2 separate regions of the Gossypium hirsutum genome follow, and region 2 is linked to region 1. The links are chromatin contacts, called in public Hi-C maps. All regions are on one chromosome and are shown on one strand. Each heading gives the region's core, a stretch centred on a gene start, on an enhancer-like site or on the middle of the called end of the contact. The rest is flanking DNA. Distances are from core to core; before and after follow the strand shown. Region 1 holds the start of LOC107914784 (Werner Syndrome-like exonuclease). Region 2 holds the start of LOC107915437.

Region 1 (4,044 bases), core at 373-2,872:
ATACAAGTGTTGGATATCAATACCAGAGTCCACACAAGCCAATGTCTATGGTACCAAACAGATAATACTTTTCATGAAAGTTCAAGAGGGCAATACAGAAACCAGATAGACAAGTGATATGTTAGTAGAGGTGGTCAACCAAATCAGTATATTTAGCCATGAATTCTGTGTACTAGTACAAATTCAATATGTGCATGTTTCAATGCTATACTAAATGCAATCTGAGAATGATCTAAATAGACCACTTCTACCAGAAAGTAGACAAGATAAGGGAAAAACATGAATATAAATAACGGTTTGCAAGCATACAACCATTTAGGTTATCACAGTTAAGAGTATTTCAATTAAAAGGAAATGATCGGTAATGGCAACAGCAACTCATGAAACATGGATTAAAGAGCTATATTGCTTTGACTCTTTATTTTACTAAAGTACCTGTATCCAACGCATATTTGGACAGGAGTATGGGATATGACCATTCGAGGATCTCCAAATACATTAAAAACATAGGAAAAAATTGAATATATCTGTGTTGGGAACTTACCCATATCCGGCACTCACACCTAAGGCCAAGTAATATAGGTAAAGAGTGCTTAGTTTCTGCTTTAAAAGAAATTATAGCAATGCTGCTTTATGGAAGAAAGGAAGAGGACAACACCAAACACAAGAGATATATATTTTGTTTCAAAATGTGGCATATCAGAACCGCTAAACATCAAAAAAAAAATTAAAACTACAAAAAAAAAACACAATGCCAATTCTAGCATAAGTACTCCATCTAGAAATCATGCAATTTGAAAAAAATTCCAACTTTAAGTCTCAATTCTTTAAAATAATGATCAAAGATACCTTAGGGAGGTTTCATATTAACTTAAGAAATTTTCACATTTATTTGTTTTCACACTTTTTTTTCTTAGGAAACAAACAGAAAGGATTATATGAAATGAATGTAACAATACAAGGAGGGTAAAGGAAGCAAACCTTTTTGGAAAGAGGGCTTCCACTCAATATCAAACCCTAAAGCAACTTGACCCATTTCTTTCTTCTTAATTTCAACAATTTTTAATAGCTCCATTGCAGCATTTTCTACCTCATCTTCCGTAAAGCTATACAAAATATGACCTCCAAATCTCAACGGCGGATATCTAAGCCTTGTATTAGCTGCCAATCAGAAAAATCAAAGGGTTTACTATTAGTTCATTTATTTTAATTAAAAAATGGGTAAAGTAAGGGATAGGAAATACATTGACAACGAGCGAAGGAAGACGGAAAAGAACGCGGGGGTGAGAGAATAGAATGAGGCAATTGGCGGCCGGTTTTGAGGTTATCTTGATGATGGACGGCGGACTTGCGTTTCTTGCTAGAAGATGAAGGAGGAGGAGGAGGAGGAGTGGCTTCAATGGCATCCATTAGTCGGATCACGTCTTCAGTGAAACGGTCGTCCCAATCCAAACTGAAACTATTGTTTTCTTTGAATTCCATTTCTATATCTGAAATGGAAGTGAGGGGCGGAATTAGAGGGAAAGAGAGCTTAACGTTCAAATTTTGTTAATGGCGTCTGGTAGAGTAGTCGATGGGCCGATTTGGAAAAGTTTTTGCCAGGACTTGAGCCCATCCCAGTCCAATTCGCACAAAATACTTTCTATATTAATATTCTAAATAAAAATCCTGACGAACTTTTTGTTTCTCCAAAATTTCTCTAAAAAAATTAAATTTTGAAAACATAAATACTAAATCTAAATTACAAAATTTATTTAATATATTATCTTTTTTTAAATAATATAATATAATAGTTCTATGAAAAATAATAGTGATCATTTTAATTACATAAAATTGAGTTATAACATGAAAGTAGATATTAATTTTATCTTCTGAATATAAAAATATTTAATATAATTAAAATTTAATTTGGAAAAACTTTTACACACTCTTAATTCTACTTAACAGAATATCTTATGCCATATGTTGTTCCCAGCATTAAAATTTAAATAAAATATATAAATATTTTAATAAATAAACATTTAGTATTTCTAATTTTATTTATATAAATAGAGTTATAACATGGAAAATAACCTAAGAATTAGAGATTTTTTTATATTTTAATATAAAAAATATTTTTACAAACTCCTAATTCTGCTTAACCGATCTTCTACCAAATTTTAATTCTAATTTATATTAAAATTTAAACATTGTTATAAATATCTTATTAAGTGGATGTCCATTATGATTAAGATAAAGTTTTGATATGCTTTAAATTTTAATAGTTTTTAGAATTAGATCTCTACTTTTTTTATACTTCTTATGTCTATAAATGAAGATTCTGATGAAGCATTGTAATCATCCTTTTGATTAATAAAGTACATTCTCTGTTGCTTTCATATTTTCTTTGTTCTTTATTCTCTCCATCTCTCTTTAGTTTATAATACGTTATCAGCACAATGATTCTCTATATTTTTTCAAAATCTTTCGAAGTCATCCAACATTAAACTTTCACCCTTACAAATTCATCTTCGGGATGTTGAAAGATTCAATCTCAGAATGGATTATGGTTTTTATTCCTGATCTTTGGTTTATTGTACAAGCATGGGTAAAGTATAGATTTGGTAAGAAACTTTTATATTTCGACCATATGTTTTTTTTTAATTAAGGTATGACTACTATTAATTTTTATTTGACATAAATTTTACATTCTGATAGTATTTGATTTTTGCCTTTCTAGGTTATTTTTTTTATGTAAAAGACATAATTGTTAATTATATATGTTTGTTATTAATATGGTATGTTTTCTCTATTATTAATTTTTGGTAAATAACTCTTTTTGAAGTGTTTTTTTAATTAAGTTATATTATGCATTATATTTAGATGTTTTGATTATTAAATTCTTGTTATTAAATATTCTTGAAATTTAATTATGGTGGAAAGTGTTATTAACCTACCATTGTTGATTAAAGGGAAATTTGATAGGATTTATTTAGTCTTATTAATTTGCTAATGTTGAATGACTGTATGATATCTTTTAAATTGAATTTATAAATATTTAATTAGAGCAACATAATATTTTATAATATATATGTGATATTGAAATTTGGTACAATGTGTATCGGATAATTTTCAAGCATCGTACACGAAAATTTTGATTGTTTATTATATGATTTTTACAATTAGATTATAAATGTTACTACGAAAACAAAGTTGTTTTACTAATTGTAATAGTGCTCGTGATTATAGTCAAGGTGATGACAATGATGTTAAAGATCTTCAGGTATATTTTACTATGTTTTATTTATTATGTTATGTTTATTATAGTTGGAAAATAATCATGACAACATGAATAGATAGATTTTGATTTGAAATCTCACGCATGTTTACGATAGTGATTATGAAAAAAAGAATCTATTGGGATGTTTATAAGTCCATCCTACTAGATTTGTTACATTCCCCGAAGTGAATGTAAACATAAAGAAAATAAAAGATATAAGTATAGACCACTAAAAGTGGAAACATAGTAATAAATAAGAGAACAATGAGAGTTCTCAAGATAACTCTTCAAAGGGTAAAGATAACTTATGTTATCAATGTGATATGAAATATTATTGGCCACATATGTGGCATATGCCCAAATATTTTATTTCTATTAATATTATTTGAGAAATGATATGAAAATGTAGTAATGAATTTTATCATTATAGATAGAAAATATTTATCTTATTTGGTACTAAAACAACCAAATATTATTTCAATATTTGATAGTACAACATTAGTTGAAAGCTCTAGAAAAGCTAATATATCAATATCTAAAAAGCAAAAAAGTTGTGATTTAATGCATTACTTTTAAAAAGATATCTGTAATGGATCTCATATTGAGATTGTGAATGAGAAAAATATTATATTTCATATGAATAAAAACTAGATTGGGTTATTAATTTATATTTATTTTATAATATTTGTGATATTCTTTTGTCATCATCCCCATTAAAGGATTGAAAGCAAAATATTTTACTGTGAAAAATTACTTATGAACAACAGAATATGATAATTCTATCT
Region 2 (3,695 bases), core at 314-2,813, 190 kb after region 1:
GAGTTCTTTATCAAGATAGAACTTTGGTCGGAAACAACAATGGTGGAGGAAAGAGTGTCGTAGATTGAAGCGTATGGTATCCCTCCACACTGTTGGAACTATACTTCCTTTAAAAGAATAGCGGGTATATGGGGGCAGCTAATATCCCTTGGAGAGAATTCGACAATGGTTAATAGCTTTGATAAAATGTCAATGTTGGTGTCTATCAATAAGCCGGATAGAATAGACAAGATAATATATTTACTTATTTAGAGGTGGGGAAGACTAAATTTCCAATAAGAGTCATTGAGATGGGATTATCATATTCTGAAGGTGATAACAGGAAGAATCATGGCGTGAAGGGAGGAGAATAGCAGGATTCAGTACGGGATTGGGACGACACTGTTGTTTCAGAATCGAAATCACCGATGAGTCCCGGGTTGGAACTGAATCCGGTAGAGAGATAAGACTGGGAAGACGAAGCAATTCATGAGAGTTTTCTCAAAAAATCAAGCGTTAACGGCGAATGTCAGAACAGTTCTCAAAACATTTATAGGTTGGACGAGGAAATGATCAGTGGAATTAGGATCGAGACTAGGGTGGGAGAAAGAGCTAAAATGGATACAACAATCGGGCTAGGAAAGAAGTGAGTAATATGGGATTTACAATAGATGAATTAGGTCTGAAAAATGAGGAGGGAGCCCAAGAAGAGCAACAAATCAGTGAAGAGGGTATGGGTTTGGCAAAGTATATGGGCTTATAGATTGTCAATCCAAATGTGTTAGGGGAAACAGATTGCAACAAACAAAAGGAAAAATCGAGAGAGGTGGGAGGGGGTGGAGGAGACAGAGAAAAAAGGGGATCGTTTGAAGAATCTCCAAATTTCCTTAAACAGAAATAAAAATAATAATGGTAGAAAGATTAGATCGATGTATGAAATTCAGAATAGACTTCTCACAGTAACAGAGAAAAAGAAAAGAGATTGGGCATTGAGAAAACAGAAAGGAAAAGGAATCGCGGGCAGAGATGAGGTAGTGGTTAATGCTTCTCTATCGGACTCAGACATCAGTAATAGAAAGAAAGTGATTCTTATGGAGGCAAGGAACATGTGGGAAGTGGGGAAAAAGCTTGGGTTCAGTGTTTGGGTGACAAATGAGATGTTATTGAAGAGATTATAAGATTGTAAGAAAGGCAGAATTGAGTAATAAAGAGAAGTGCAGTAGTCTGTAGGCCACAGGTCAGGTTAGTACAAATTATAATCGTGATTCTTTACTGTGAATGAGAGTCTTTTTGGGTGGAAGAATGAGGATTTTGTCATGGAACATTAGGGGTATGTCTTCGGATTTGAAAAAAGTTCTCAAAAAAGTAATTTGTAAAGTTCGAGGGGACGTTTGCTTTATTCAAGAATCAAAATTAGAAGGGGATGTTTGTTTTAATATCTGTCTAGGCTCGGGTTTGAGAAGAGTATCAGTGAGCCTACTCTTTATGTGGAGAAATCTGAAAGTGAGACCCTGCTGATTATGTTACTTTATGTGATGATTTGTTGGTAGCGGGAAGCAAGGGAGAGTTGATTGAGAATTTAAGATGCAGATGCAAGATGTTTTTGAGATGACTGATTTGGGGGAAATGACTTACTTCCTTGGCATAGAAGTAAATCAATCTGACCATGCCATCTTTATAAGTCAGCAGGCTTTTGCCTTGAAGTTATTAAACAAATTTTGCATGTCCAATTGCAAAATTGTTAGCACACTAGTGGCTCAAGGCCTACTTAACAGTAGTGGCAATCATGAAAGAGTTGATGAGAAGGAGTATCGAAGCTTGGTAGGTTGTTTGCTCTACTTAACAGCTACAAGACCTGATATCATGTTTGTTGTTAGCCTCCTGTCCAGATTCATGCATTGTTGCGATGCTGCTCACTTTAAAACAGCCAAATGAGTTCTCAGATATGTGAAAGGGATTTTGAATTATGGAGTGAAGTTTGAGAAGACAAAAGAGTTTAAGTTGATAGGGTATTCTAATAGTGAGTGAGCTAGATCAATTGATGACATGAAAAGCACTTCTGGCTACTTCTTCACTTTTGGCTTAGGGCTCTTTTGTTGGAGTTCAAAGAAGCAACAAACTGTTGCTCAATTAATAGCAGAAGCAGGGTACATTGCAGTTGCTATAGCTGCTAATCAAGCCATTTGGCTTAGGAAGCATTTATGTGATCTAAATGAAAACCAAGTTGAAGATATTGAGATCAAAGTTGATAATCAGTCAACAGTTGTCATAGCAAAAAATCCAGTATTTCATGGCAAGACCAAGCATTTCAAGATTAAATTTCATTTTGTTTGAGAGGCTGAACAATCAAGGGAAGTGAATCTGATTCATTGCAGCTTAGAAAACCAGCTAGCTGATATTCTAACTAAGTCTCTTGGTGCTACCAAGTTTGATTCCTTAAGAAGAAGGATTGGTGTTTGTTGCATACAGTCCAAGGAGGAGTGTTAAGCTTTGGCTTGCAATGCAACAGCAGACCTGCATTGAAGCTGAACCAGTGGAGCAGCAGCATTTTGTTCATTTTGTTCATTTGTATCTTGCCTTAGTTGCTTTGTAATTTGACTTCAAGTTAGTAAGATTTGTTGTTGATTTAAATTTGAGGTAATGGCTGATATGTGAGCTTCTTTTGTGTGTAATTTAAGCTAAGTTTTAGTCAAATATTAGTGGGAATAGTTACATATTAGGTAATTATCTTGTATCATATATGTTTCTCAACTCAATGAAATGAAGAGAGATAATTTTTTCAGTTTTCTCCTTGTTCAATCTTCCTTAGCATTCGTTCTTAGTTTCATTTCTCCTTGGTTTTCTGTAAAAACACCAACACATCAGGACAGTATGGTGTAGTTGAAGACAATGGAAGTACTTGTTCATAAAGGAAGCGATAGTCTATGACTCTGTCACCAAGAGCTAGGTACTTCTTTTTCCCAATTTTATTGCTGCTTTACTTTTCAACTTTTTACTTGATGGATCTGGTGTTTTTTTCTTATAGATATAATGAAATTGATTTAGAAATGACAATTTTTTTGGGTAATTTACTGCAGATTTGGTGTTTGTTTGCTCTGTTTCACTGTCATCGTGTTGCAATTTTGGTTATGAAGACTGAATTATGAAATGATTTTTTATCAAAAACTTCCATTAGTATTCGCTTATCATAGATGTGACTGGCATATCCGAGTGTTGTGTATGTGTGCAACTGTCACCTTCAATATTTTGACAAGTTTTTTCGTGTATTTGTAGGTCTTTATTGTAATTTCTGTATTCTGTTCTAAGTGCTGCAATGATTTGATCTTTTTGAACAGGTTAATAACTTGTATGGATGCCATCACTCTCTTCCTGATGGTTCGATGAGAGCTACCAATGTCACGATTACTGGAAAGGATGTTCTTCTTCTGTGGTTATGGTGATGTTGGCAAGGGCTGCGCTGATGCGTTGAAGCAAGCCAGTGGTCGCATTATCGTCAATGAGATCAGTTCTATCTGATCCCTTCAGGCTCCGATGGATGGACTCTTGAAGATGTTTGGCTTGGGGCTGATATCTTTGTCGCAACAACAGGTAACAAAAACACCATCATGTTTAATCACATAAGGAAGATGGATAACAATGGCGATCACTTTGATAAGGAAATGGTTATGCACGGTCTCGAGAACTATCCTGATGTCAAGCGTATTACTGTCAAGCCT

Evidence for each region. Hi-C and Micro-C count contacts between places; a contact is called where the count stands out from the background.
Region 2: a contact with region 1 is called in a Hi-C map of leaf, with 4 times the contacts expected there. The contact joins the promoter of LOC107915437 here to the promoter of LOC107914784 in region 1. A contact is called at or near these places in 6 of 34 Hi-C or Micro-C datasets (hypocotyl and leaf).

The regions. Positions count from the first base shown.
Region 1 is chrD10:27,125,371-27,129,414 of Gossypium_hirsutum_v2.1, forward strand. LOC107914784 (Werner Syndrome-like exonuclease) reads right to left here and starts at 1,623. Exons shown (of 6, transcript XM_016843811.2): 1 at 1,245-1,623; 2 at 982-1,161. The coding sequence starts at 1,482.
Region 2 is chrD10:27,317,454-27,321,148 of Gossypium_hirsutum_v2.1, forward strand. It overlaps LOC107915437, which reads left to right and starts at 1,564. Exons shown (of 1, transcript XM_016844598.1): 1 at 1,564-1,914. The coding sequence starts at 1,564. The coding sequence ends at 1,914. It also overlaps the pseudogene LOC107915438.